3 separate regions of the Capra hircus genome follow, and regions 2 and 3 are each linked to region 1. The links are chromatin contacts, called in public Hi-C maps. All regions are on one chromosome and are shown on one strand. The core of a region is the stretch at or near the end of the contact, and the rest is flanking DNA. Distances in the headings are between cores, read along the strand shown. Region 1 has its middle 12 kb from the start of CITED2. Region 2 has its middle 55 kb from the start of HECA. Region 3 holds the start of HECA (headcase protein homolog).

Region 1 (4,387 bases), core at 435-2,934:
CATTCCTATCATTTTCTCCCTTTGGAAAGTAAAATATTGGAGTAAAATATTATATAAAACTCCTTCAAAATATCATTTCTTACTGTTCTTTCTCTAACCTAACTGTGAGTCTGGGGGTGTGCTATAGACCTGAGCCAGTTGAGTCAATCCTCCAAGGGCTGCCATCAGTCAATGTTCCACTTCAATGTCAAAATGCACATAAGTGTTGGCTGCTGAGAGTTCCCTATCTGTAAGCAAATATCAAAAAGTGACCACCCACAACATATTTCTAGTACATGCAGTTGCAAAGACATAGGTGACTATGTAACATTCTTAAAAATAATTTGATCAGGTTTTGTTCTATTTTCTTACAGATTAAGTTCATTCTTCCAGTCTCATAAATAACACTCTCAAATATTTACACTCTCTTTCCTTCAAATGTCTGTTCCTGAACCACAATCATCACTGTTATTGTTATTAACATCATCACTGTTATTGTTTATTTTCTCAGAGACAATCCTTTACATAATGCTAAAGTAGAGGAAGCTGGACAATGTCAAACATTTTAATTAGGTTCTTAAGGGTTGTCAAGGAGCAGGAGGCACATGGCTGACATTTTATTTCCCTCCCCTCAACTTCCCAACACACATAGTCTCTTTGTTTCACACCACAACATTCCTCCAATTTGGAGAATCAGTTGTTTAGCTAGATGACAAGCTAACAGACTAGTCAAAAATAACATATAAAAGGAATCACAGAGCATAATTTGTAAATAATTCGTTTAACTGACTGTAAAAGTAATGTAGCTAAAGAACTACAACAAAATATTAATACAATAACATATTTGCTCCTTTCACTACTTGGCCACTAGGTGTAGCTGAAGGCCTGTAAGCCCATAATTGCATTTTTCTCCTGAGCAACCAAAACTAGAGTGTCACATACCTAAAGAAATTGCCCTCCACCACTGCTGATTTTACTGAAACATACACTATACCACATGACCTATTATAACCTTCAACATTAAGGACAAGCCAAAGACACTTCTTTAACTCTCTGCCCAGGTACCATTACTCATTACACTGTAATAAAAATTGCAAATTGGACAAAAGGTGTCTTTGAGCAAGCCTCCACTTTTTTGCTCTAATTCTCCCCTACCCTTTCTGAAGTGCTCTCATCCTGCCTTCCACTTACTCAGGTACCAGGGGCTCCGTTTTCTGCCCCACTAAGAACACATATCTTAAGAGAGAAACTCTAGAGAGAGTACAGCATTTAAACTACAGGAATGTTTTGAATGATAAGACTGAGTGCCTCAGTCAGAAAGATATTTTTAGGTTGTTAATCCTTTCTCTGACCCATTGCTCTCTCCTGTTTCTCCTCCTGCCTGTCAAGCCCATCCAGTTCAATGCCTTTCATTGGCCCTTTGCTCTTACTTTAAATGTTGGTGGACTGGACTGTGGCTCAAACAGCTGGCTGAAAGCTATCTAGCACATTAGCTGACCAGGAAAACTCCAACCAAAAAAAACAGAAACTATAGTCAGATTACAGTGGTGCTTAAACTGAAATTCTCTGGATTTGAGCCTGAGCTGTCCTTTGGGGGCCATATACTTATACTGAAGATGAGTGAAACTAGCTTGCAGAAGTCAAAATGAGAATTGGTGTTCACTAGGCCTCTCACCTCACCGCACTAGTGAATTCCATGAATCCAGAGGAGTGGAACACCTTGTCAGAACAAAGCAATACTAAGAGACCACATGATCCCAAGCACAGATGGAGAGAGAAGGTGCATCTGTCATTGACAGCTTTTTAACTCCCTGATTCAGCACCCAGAACCCAGCCATCAGCTGGGCATAGTTCCTATGAAGTCTCCCCAGACAAGTCTTCATCTGCTCTAGCTTGAGTGATTCAAACACCTATTTAACGACTCTGTGCTTTGGCATATGTTGTTCTCTCTGCCTGGAAGGCCCTTTTCATTTTCCCCTTGATGAAGTGGCCTTCAAAATCCATCTCAAGTATTCCTCTCTGAGAGACCTCCCTACATTGTGGCAGATTGGTTAATTCACTAATAATGTCAACAAGGACTTGTTTTTTTTTTCTTTTTACCTCAGACTAAGTGACATTAGAAGAGCTTACATGATGTATGGACCAACAAGGTCCAAAAGAATGGCTATCTCTTTCTGTGGCTTTTTTTTTTTTTCCTTCAAGAGAAAAGAAAACTTCCCAGAAGAATCCCTTCCCTCCATGTACTGTGTCACATTCCCTTTTCTGAACTAACCATTGGGATAGGTTTTACCACAGAATGGAATTAACACAGTTAGGGTAGGTAGGGTAGGTAGATGGAGGCCAACAACTCCATCACTAGAAGATTCAAAAGTTAAGTGAACTCTTTCCAAAATTCTTGTTTTAAGGCCTGGATTTTTTGCTGGAACTTAAAAGAACTATTTTTAAAGCCTTTATATTTTCAAATGAGTCTTCTTTATATAATAAAGATGTATTGCTAACAAAATTATATTATGAATCACTCAGAGCAGGTTTATTTGATAAAGGTTGAAATGTCTTCTATAAAGTGACATTTGCTAATATAAATAAATATCCTCTTAAAAAGAAATATATACTCATTATGTCTTCATTTCTGGCCCTTCGAAAATTCTCTTGTTAATATGATTAATCAACAATTTCGTTGAACCAAGAAAATCATGTACATGTTGGCAGGTGATTAATCTTAGTACAAAATGAAGAGAACCTAATATTTAGGAACAAATTATTGACAGCTATGTCATATTTCCATGATAAAATTCACTGGTTCCTATGCCAAAGCCAAAAAAGAATACAGAATTAGTCTGCTAAGATGGAAAAGGGGTGGGGGGGGCATAAGAGAAATCTACCGCAGGATATCTTTTATTCTATCTACTCATTGCTTGCTCTAGCCTTCCACAAAATACCTTTCTCCACCCCAGTAATGTATCCACATAAGAATACACATGATTTTACTTGACGGCCATGCTTGGTTAGGTTTGCCCAGATAGACTGAATTGGTCTAATCATCATAACTTATCCACCTGGCTGCAGCTGACTGGTCCATGGATAAAACCTGACCCAATAAAAACCTTTCCCAGTGAGTTTAACAATAGAGAGGTCAAGTTTTTTCTCTAGTGATGAAATTATAAGTTTGGAAACTGCTGTTAGCCATACTGCCAGCTGTACTGAATGAGCTAGTCTGAGAGAGTCAAAACAACATGAAGAGAGAAGCAGAGACAAAAATCTGAGTCCCTGAAGTCTAGTTGCAACTTTGTCTTTCCTGAAGTTTAGCTACATGAAACAATATATTTTCCTATCCCAGCACTAATCTGAGTTAGATTCAGTCACATGACACAAAACCATCCTAACACATACTAACACAAATTTTTTTTAATGTTTCATTGAAATACATATTGGGGGGTTATTTTATACCTATACTAGTGAGTGAAGTAAAAAATGATCTTTTCCACAAAAAAAATGAGGAATGTAAAGTGTCTGTTTTAAAGTATCAGAGGAAATTTAAAATTTCCTCCTCAGTTAAAGCTTCTAACATACTCTTGCACCGATATTACAGTGAGCAATGGACACTGATGTGCTCTGCAAATTTCACTTCAGGACTGAAGGACTTTTTCCCTCAGTTGCTGGGAATGCAGCCCACAGACAGCCCACAGCTCTTCAGAATTCCTGGTCACACTGCCCAAGACCATTCCTTTTCCTCAGGTTCAGTTCAGTTCAGTCACTCAGTTGTGTCTGATTCTTTGCAACCCCATGGACTGCAGCACACCAGGCTTCCCTGTCCATCACCAACCCCCAGCACTTACTCAAATTCATGTCCCTTGAGTCGGTAATTCCTCAGGTAGCCTGCCTCCAATGACTGGGATAAAGGTCTGGTTCCCTCACCCCAACTCAGAACAACTCTGAAAGGCCATCCTAGCTTCAGAGATTCGAGGGGGTGAGTTGAGGACTTTATCCAGGCTGCAACGTACCCCATCATCTGCCCAATCTGCTTCCTGCCCCTTCCTTCCATAGGCAATGCTTCCAGCAGTAACCCCCACCCCCGGCCCACCCACTTCCCAGTAGGAAAAGCTAAAATCCATCTCAGAGGCCATCAACCTAGAAACCCAACTGCAAGACAGTACTTTTCAAAAATTATCAAATATTACGTGGTTTTAAGAAAATTCCCCAAGCTAGGCTTCAAAAGTATGTGAACTGAGAACTTCCAGACGTTCAAGCTCAATTTACAAAAGACAGAGGAACTGGAGATCAAATTGCCAACATCCTCTGGATCATAGAAAAAGCAAGGGAATTCCAGAAAAACACTATTACTGCTTCATTGACTATGTGAAAGCCTTTGACCATGTGGATCACAATAAACTGTGGAAAATTCTTCAAA
Region 2 (3,856 bases), core at 903-3,402, 130 kb after region 1:
TCTTCTGCCTCTGTTAAGTCCTTACCATTTCTGATGTTTATCGTGCCCATCCTTGCCTGAAATGTTCCCTTGTTACCTCCTATTTTCTCAAAGAGATCTTTAGTCCTTCTCACTCTATTGTTTTCTTATACTTCTTTGCATTGTTTATTAAAAGAGACTAAAGTGAAAATCACTTAATCATGTCTGACTCTTTGCCACTCCATGGACTGTACAGTTCATGGAATTCTGCAGGCCAGAATAGTGGAGTGGGTAGCCATTCCCTTTTCCAGGGGATCTTCCCAACCCAGGGATCAAACCCAGGTCTCCCGCATGACAGGCAGATTCTTTACCAGCCACCAGGGAAGCCCAAGAATACTGGAGTGGGTAGCCTATTCCTTCTCCAGCGGATCTTCCCAACCCAGGAATCGAACCAGGATCTCCAGCATTGCAGGCAGATTCTTTACCAGCTGAACTACCAGAGAATAGCAAAAGCCAAATCTTAGTGACTCATGGTTTTGGTTTCCCATCACTTTGTTTATAAGAATTGAAGTTAGAAATAGGGGGCATGTTGTTGATTGTCTTAGTCTTCATACTGCTATACCAAAATATCACAGACCGAGTGGCTTAAAAAAAACGTAAATTTATTTCTCACAGTTCTGGAGGCTGGAAAGTCCAAAATCAAGGTGCAGGCAGATTCAATGTCTGGTGAGAGCCTGCTTTCTGGTTCAGAGCTGGCCATCTTCTGTGTCTTCACCTGCTGGAGGGATGAGAAGGCTCTCTGGAACCTCTTCTCCAAGGGCATTCATCCCATTCATTAGGGTTCCACCCTTATGACTGAATCACCTCTCAATGGCCCCACATCTTAATACCATCACATTAGTCGCTCACTGGTGTCCGACTCTTTGTCACCCCATGAGCCTGCCAGGCTCCTCTGTCCATGGAATTCTCCAGGCAAGAATATTGGAATGGGTTGCCACACCCTCCTCCAGGGGATCTCATCATATTGGGGATTACAATTTAAACACAAGAACTTCGAAGAACACATTCAGTCCATAACACCGCTTGAGACTCAGCTGTCAGAAGGAGAAGGCAATGGCCACCCACTCCAGTACTCTTTCCTGGAAAATCCCATGGACTGAGGAGCCTGGAAGGCTGCAGTCCATGGGGTCACGAAGAGTTGGACATGACTGAGTGACTTCACTTTCACTTTTCACTTTCATGCATTGGAGAAGGAAATGGCAACCCCCTCCAGTGTTCTTGCCTGGAGAATCCCAGGGACGGCGGAGCCTGGTGGGCTGCCGTCTATGGGGTCGCAGAGTCAGACACGACTGAAGCGACTTAGCAGCAGCAGCAGCTGTCAGAAAGTGGTAATTATGGTGACTATATATTCTATACCCCAAATAGAAGGAGGCACTGAGGGCTACTGCTCTTACATCAGTAATAAGATCGAATGCTGGAAATCAAGACTGACCAGGAGAAGCCAGCTCATAAGTATAAAAATTATAATTCTGTCACTGGTTCAAAATGTTCTTGATTTTCACTAAATTGGCTCCAAAATGGGGCTTTAGAGAGCTGGCCACATTGATGAGATTTTTCCAGACCACAGTTACAGGAGAGAAGAGCCTTCCTGGACTCTGGTCTTGGTCTCCAAGTTGCTCCCAGACCCATCTGCAGGGAACCAGATAACAGACCCCTAACCTGCTTATTTCAGTCAGCGGTTTTGCTTCTTGCAGTGCCCAACCTCACAGATGCCAAAGCAAGGACAGTTCAGCAGCAGCTGCCGATAATGGGTTTATGCTGCTGCCGACCCAAGGAAGCCGCTTTGAGTAGACGATATATCTGCATTCCTGCGGCCCAAACCCACACCCTCCGCGATGGCTGCGGCACAGAGAGAGCACGAGCGCCACCTACTGAGCACTGCAGGCCTAGCTGGCTTCACGGCCAGCAAGACGGGCATGGCACCCAGGGTGGGCCTGAAAACCACCTTTGTACAGTCATTAAGGAGGCCTCATCTTCTGCCAAAGTTGGTGACTGTTTTTGAGAGTTACACTGAAAAAAGTTACAAGGAAGTTCATTTTGCTCTGAACAAACTTGAAACTTAACTACAGTTGGGATCCAGGCAGTATTCCACTTAAGTGAGACATGGGCAAGCCAGCAACTGCAGAGTTTATAGAACACAATTAAGGACTCACCCTTAAGCAGGCGGTGCGTGAGGCACCAGGGACAGAAGGAGGAGTGATCTACACTAGACCAACAACAGAAAGGTGGTGAAGCTGTGTCTGTATTCCACAGCTGAGAAACACGCTCACTGAACTCAGCCACGATTCACTCCCAAGTCCACCTCCAAGGGTTTTCCATCTTTCCCTGTGTTCCATCACCACTGTCACTAAGCTGAGAAGAAGTCATGATGACTTCTTTATTGTTCTGTTTTGGTTTGATTCTTGAGTTGCTGACTGACAAATGATATGTTTGGAATTTTGTTCTCAAAATAGCTGCTTTGCAGATGCCCTAAGCCGGTCCTCTTGGCCAGGCTTTCTGAAAATAATGCCAGGAAAACTCTCAAAGTATTCAATCCCTTCCCTGTATTCACAAACTCCTCCATATGTGCTAATAGCACATTTCTGACAATGATCAATAAAATATGGTTTCAAATGTTTTTAGCACCTAATGACCCAATCTTACTTCCTCAATACATACAAATAATAGGTTAGTTAGTAAATAAACAGTCTATTAAGTTAAAAACCCCAAACTGGGGTGATATGGTCACACACTTTTGCATCTGGGCAGCAGAACCTGAACACCCCAGGGGACCCTTCCTGCAGAGAGATCCTGGTGCCCAGCCTCGGTCCACAGCCATCATCCAAGCATAATCCAATGAACTGCACAGGGGTGCTTCCTTCTCCAGGAAGAGTCCAGGTAAACACAAATAATTGGAAATGGGCAAAGATGCATGTTGGATGCAAGATACCCAGATTGAAGGGAGAATCAATCATTCACAAACTAAACTTTCTTAGGGTTTCCCTGATAGCTCAGTTGGTAAAGAATCCACCTGCAATGCAGGAGACCCCAGTTCAATTCCTGGGCCAGGAAGATCCGCTGGAGATGGGATAGGCTACCCACACCAGTATTCTTGGGCTCCCCTGGTGGCTCAGCTGGTAAAGAATCTGCCTGCAATGTGGGAGATCTGGGTTCGATCTCTTGGTTGGGAAGATCCCCTGAAGAAGGGAAAGGTTACCCACTCCAATATTCTGGCCTGGAGAATTACATGGACTGATATAGTCCTGTGGGTCACAAAGGGTTGGGCACAACTGAGCGACTTTCACATCACATCAAACTTTCTTAAGCTACTACTGTGAGAACTGCATTTAAGGCCCTGCTAAACTTTCTGGTATTTTACTATGATTTTATTTTTGACTACAGTCCAGGTGGGCAATAACTTAAGGTATTAAATATTTATGTGAGCTCATAGTTTTACCCATAAAGATTCAATCATCATGTTTTCCATCCATTGCAGCCCCCTTCTTTTTGCAAGGCTCTGTGCAAAGTAGTTTTGAAAACATGTTTCCAGCCAGTCATTCAACTGTTGACCTGGTAAGACTTCTTAGATGGCTTATTCTTTAATTCCTACAATTCAGTTCAAAGAGGGCACCTAAAGCAACTATCAGCTACTACAAATTCAAGTTTAACCATTAGGTGAGCTGCTGGGAGAAACTTCTCTCAGTACCTTGCAAGCTTACTTCCTTGGCACACATTAGAAATCTGGTCCAGAAATGTATACTTTCAAAATGAGCACAGCTCCAAAGCAGACCGTTTACTTCAAGGCCTTTCTGATTTTCTTCCCTTGGGGTTGAACTATAAATTTTGAAATCTTTACACT
Region 3 (4,430 bases), core at 864-3,363, 190 kb after region 1:
AGCTGTCATTCACTGATCACTTACTTTCCTTGACAAACTTGACTAAGCTTGTTACAAATGTAACCAGCTTCTAAAACAACAAGTACTGGGGACTGGGTAGAGAAGGGACACTCTGAGCCTCGGATAACTTCCTGAGGGAGCCAATACAATCAGCATAATTCTTTTTTCCCCGATTTTACAGGGTAGGAAATTGAAGCTCAGAACAGCTGTCCTTCCCGAGATGACAAAACTGAATGGCTGAGCAAGGAGTCGCTTCTTTCTCCTCTGCCACATCAATACCAAGATGAAGTTTAGAACAAAAAAAAAGGGGGGGTGGGGGGGTCAATTAAAGTGACTCAGAAGGTAAAGAATCTGCCTGCAAGGAGGAGACCCAGGTTTGATCCCTGGGTCAGGAAGATCCCCTGGAAAAGGGACTGGCAACCCACTCAGTATTCTTGCCCGGAGAATTTCACAGAGGAACCTGGCGGGCTACAGCCCATGGGGTGGCAAAAAAAAAAAACAGAACACGCCAAAGACAGTCTGGCCAAATTTTGACTTTTCAAACATTCACAAATGGGATGTTTGTTCCTGGGGGGTGGGCGGCGTGGGGAACCTTCCTATTTCAAAATTGCAGAGATATAGCCAAGGGGCCTAAGGTTCTAATCGGCTAATCTTCAGCCTCCTCTGCTCTGATAACCATGCGGGTTCTTCTAAGTGCAGTTCACCAGTTTAAAAAGTAAGTGATCTACATAAAGAAGGGCTTTGGAAGCTGAAACCTACAAGTTAAAAGTCAGATATTAGGAACCCAATCTCTCTTCATTAAAATATACCTATATTCCCTGCTCTGAAAACCTACTTGACCAGAGGAATTCAAAGAACTGCCCAAGTCCGAAAAAGTGTTTGCCCAGCACGCTGTAAGACTGTGTCTCTGCAGTGACAACGGCAATCTTGTGGTATCTTCACTATTCCTTAAACGCTCTCTCAAAAGGTGCATTCAGGTTATTAAGCTTCCTCCTAAAATGTGAAGTAGAATTAAATAATGATTTTTTTTTTTTTAACTCCGGGCTGAGAACGGAAGTCAAGTTCAGATTCTCTTCCTTCCTCAAGCGAGCAGAATTAAAGAGCACACCCCCGCCCCCTCGGCCCAGCGACACACACACACACACACACACCCTACAGTAAAAATGTCTCGGGGCCTCTTCACCTGTGGCAGTCGACACAGCAAGCCCCGGTCGGCCGGGATTTGAGGCTCCCCTTCACTCAGGGGAGGGGAAGGCGGGTGGGTGAGGGGAGCACAGGGAAGAAGGAACTGGTGCCTAAGTTTCCAATCGGACCATTCTTCTCAACTTGAGCAGCTCTTTCTTCCCTTCCTTCGTCCTCCCTGGTCTAGAGCACACACTCGGCTTTGCCAGCGCGAGCACAACGGGCAGGGCCCGAGGGGAGCGCCGCCCCGACCGGGGACCCGACAGCCCCTCGGAGTTTGGGGCGCAGGCTGCCCGAGGCGCGCGACCGGAGAGCGGCGCGGACACCGAGCCGGGGCCGGCGATCGATCGCCGCCGCCGTGCGTGGGGACCGGGAAGGGGCAGCCGCGGCGGGGCGGAGGGGCGGGGTGAGCACTTCCTGACTCTCGCATTGTCCACGCATCGCCCGCGCCACCCTGGGCCCCGCCGCCGCCGCGCCGTCCCCGTCGGTGAGGAAGTTGGCGCTCGCCCGACCGGACCCGACTCACCGTTCTTGGCGTCGCCCGCGGCTGCAGCCCCCGCGGCGGCCGCGGCGTTGGCGGCGCCCGGCCCCGCGCCTCCGGCGCCCGCCGCGCCCCCGGTGCCGGGTGCGCCCGCCGCCGCTGCTCCGCAGCCGGCCGCCGCCGCCAGGGCCCCCCCGGCCGCCGCCCCCGCCGCGCCCGCCACTGCCAGGGCCCCGGCTCCATTTTCCTGCTCGTCCCCGCTGCTGTTGGCGCGCTTGTTTTTGCGGCCGCCTTTACTGTTTTTGGGATTGGGCATCTCGCGAGCGTCCAGGTGCCCCGCGTCGGTGAAGGCGGCTCCCAGCGGCGCGACGCCGGGTTCGGGAGGCCGAGAACGGAGGGCGCGGGCCGGCGGCTCCGCTGGCGCCCGTCTAGCCGCGCGGCCCGCGCCGCGCCATCCCGGCTGCCGCGCCCTCCCCGGCTTCCTGGAGCCGGCGCGCGGTCACCCGAGGCTCGCAGCCGCGCGGGCGCCGCGGGCTCGGGGCGCAAGCAAGAAGCTCTCCAGCCGGAGGGAAAAGGCGGGTCTCGGGCTTGTTTTGATTCGGCTTCGCTGACACGCTCTGGCCCCGCCCCCTCCCGTGACGACACTGGGGATTCGGCCTGGCCGCACCCACTAGGTGACCTCATGGTGGCCTGGCCCGCCCGCGTGACGTCACGCCCCGCGCTGAGCCGGCAGCCTTGGAGTGACGTCATCGGGGCGCCCGCACTCCGGGTCTCCGACTGCACCTGGGTGCCTGCGGACCTACCTTCCTGAAATGGCCCTAAACGCCAGTCCAGTGGCATCTGGAGTTAGTCGGAGGCCTTCTGACCTTCATGTAATTGAGGCTTAGAACAATATGATCGGGAGAAAATGGGGGTGGGGGGGTGACCAGAACAGAATTGGAAAACAAAGAGTTTCTAATTAATCATACATCAAAATGCTCTGCCATTCAGAAACAGTTGTAGATTCACTAATTAAAGAAATCGAGTCAAGTTCCTAGAAAATGAGAAAGGACAGAAGAGTCCGTGAATGGAAGGCCGTCACAGTCTAGTGGTGAAACCGCTGGTTCAAACAGAACCCACCATCCAGGGATGATACTAAACGTCTCCAGGGACGGAGAAGCAGGCTCTTCCTGGAGGGAACACCCAATCCCCGTGGACTGAGTTGTCCTGAAAGCCCGGCGGCCACTGTTGTGAGCAGGTGGAGAGCAGAGGGTGACACCAGTGATAAGGCAGTGACTTGAGGGGCAGGGAACCCCAGGAACAGTTTCCCGTGGTCTCTTTTTCTGCAACTCTTTTCGGCTTTTTTGAAGACTAGCTCCTTCCCACCCTTCAGGTCTCAGCTCAAACACATCACTTCCTTCACAATGATAGAACTGATGCCATTCCCCAAAAGGGCTATCAGAAGTACCACCTCATCCATCTCTAATTAGGTTGTCAATGTATATATGTTTACCTATTTCCTGTCTATCTGCTTCTCAAATGAAAGTTCAACATGTAGGACATTTTATCTGTCTTGGGCACCTCAGCAGGACAGCTGGCATGTATTTGTTGAGTGTATATGTTCTTTTCCCATGAACTGTGGAGGGAAAACTATGTTAACTGACAATTTACAGTTCTCCCTTCCTATACAGTGTGATCTTCTTTAATTAACCCAGCTTTCCAGTAAAGAATCTTGGAACTCTGCTCAATGTTATATGGCAGTCTGGATGGGAGGGGAGTACGGGGGAGAATGGATTTATCTATATGTATGGCTGAGTCCCTTTGCTGTCCACCTGAAACTACCACAACATTTTTAATTGGCTATACTCTAATACAAAATAAAAAGGGTTTAGGTTTTTTTAACTTTTTAAAAAATCTTTAGTTGTGTTCTGAAACATAAAGAGGTAGACAGGGAAGTACTTGCCCTGTGTTTACATAATGGGGAAACTCCCTGGGAATATTGGGCATTCATAACAGAGCCAGGAGCTGCAAGAGAGCACACTCAGAAGCAGGTTGGACTTTTCAGGAGGAAAGTGATGGATCTTTTAATTCCCTAATTTTGCCAGAGGAGAGAGGAAATTAACCCTGAATATTCATTGGAAGGACTGATGCTGAAGGTGAAGCTCCAATATTTTGGCCGCCTAATCTGAAGAGCCGAGTCTTTGGAAAAGACTCTGATGCTCAGAAAGATTGAGGGCAGGAGGAGAAGCAGGTGACAGAAGATGAGATGGTTGGATGGCATCACCGACTCAATGGACATGAGTTTGAGCAAACTCTGGAAGACAATGAAGGAAGGGAAGCATGGCATGCTGCAGTCCAGGGGGTCACAAAGAATTGGACACCACTTAGTAACTGAACAACAACAACAATTTTCATGTCTATGTCTCCTTCACCCTGACTCCCCTAAGCAGTTGGGGAGGCAGGATTGTCTATCTTTCTAACTCTGCAGAGTCTAGCATAAAGCCTGACCCACAGTTAGTGTTCGATAAAATTTTGTAGAATGGATAATGCCTAAAGCATTCTTCTTCTGGCTACATTCTTCTGAACCTTTCAGTCTCAGCTAAATCATCAGTTCTCTGGGATCCCAATGTACTCCCTGTACCTTGCTCACAAGAGCTTACACACAGTATGGAAATTGCTTGTTTACTTGTCTCTTGCCTGGGCCAACCCCCTCCCCCGTCCAGACGATAAGCTGTGTGATGGCAGAAGCTATCTCTCTGAGGTGTCACTGTATCCCATGGTGCCTAAC

Evidence for each region. A called contact is a pair of places that touch in the nucleus more often than the background predicts.
Region 2: a contact with region 1 is called in a Hi-C map of blood, with 5 times the contacts expected there. The contact joins two enhancer-like sites. A contact is called at or near these places in 3 of 5 Hi-C or Micro-C datasets (blood and liver).
Region 3: a Hi-C map of liver shows a contact between it and region 1, with 3 times the contacts expected there. The contact joins the promoter of HECA here to the enhancer-like site in region 1. A contact is called at or near these places in 4 of 5 Hi-C or Micro-C datasets (blood and liver).

Annotation. Positions count from the first base shown.
Region 1 is chr9:64,135,593-64,139,979 of ARS1.2, reverse strand. No RefSeq gene overlaps it. Among named protein-coding and RNA genes, the nearest start is that of CITED2, 12 kb to the left of the region's middle. Within about 2 kb of position 1,684, at least 2 of the 5 cell types and tissues checked have an H3K27ac peak or open chromatin away from gene starts, as enhancers often do.
Region 2 is chr9:64,004,352-64,008,207 of ARS1.2, reverse strand. No RefSeq gene overlaps it. Among named protein-coding and RNA genes, the nearest start is that of HECA, 55 kb to the right of the region's middle. Within about 2 kb of position 2,152, at least 3 of the 5 cell types and tissues checked have an H3K27ac peak or open chromatin away from gene starts, as enhancers often do.
Region 3 is chr9:63,948,589-63,953,018 of ARS1.2, reverse strand. It overlaps HECA (headcase protein homolog), which reads right to left and starts at 2,113. Exons shown (of 4, transcript XM_018053273.1): 1 at 1,709-2,113. The coding sequence starts at 1,979.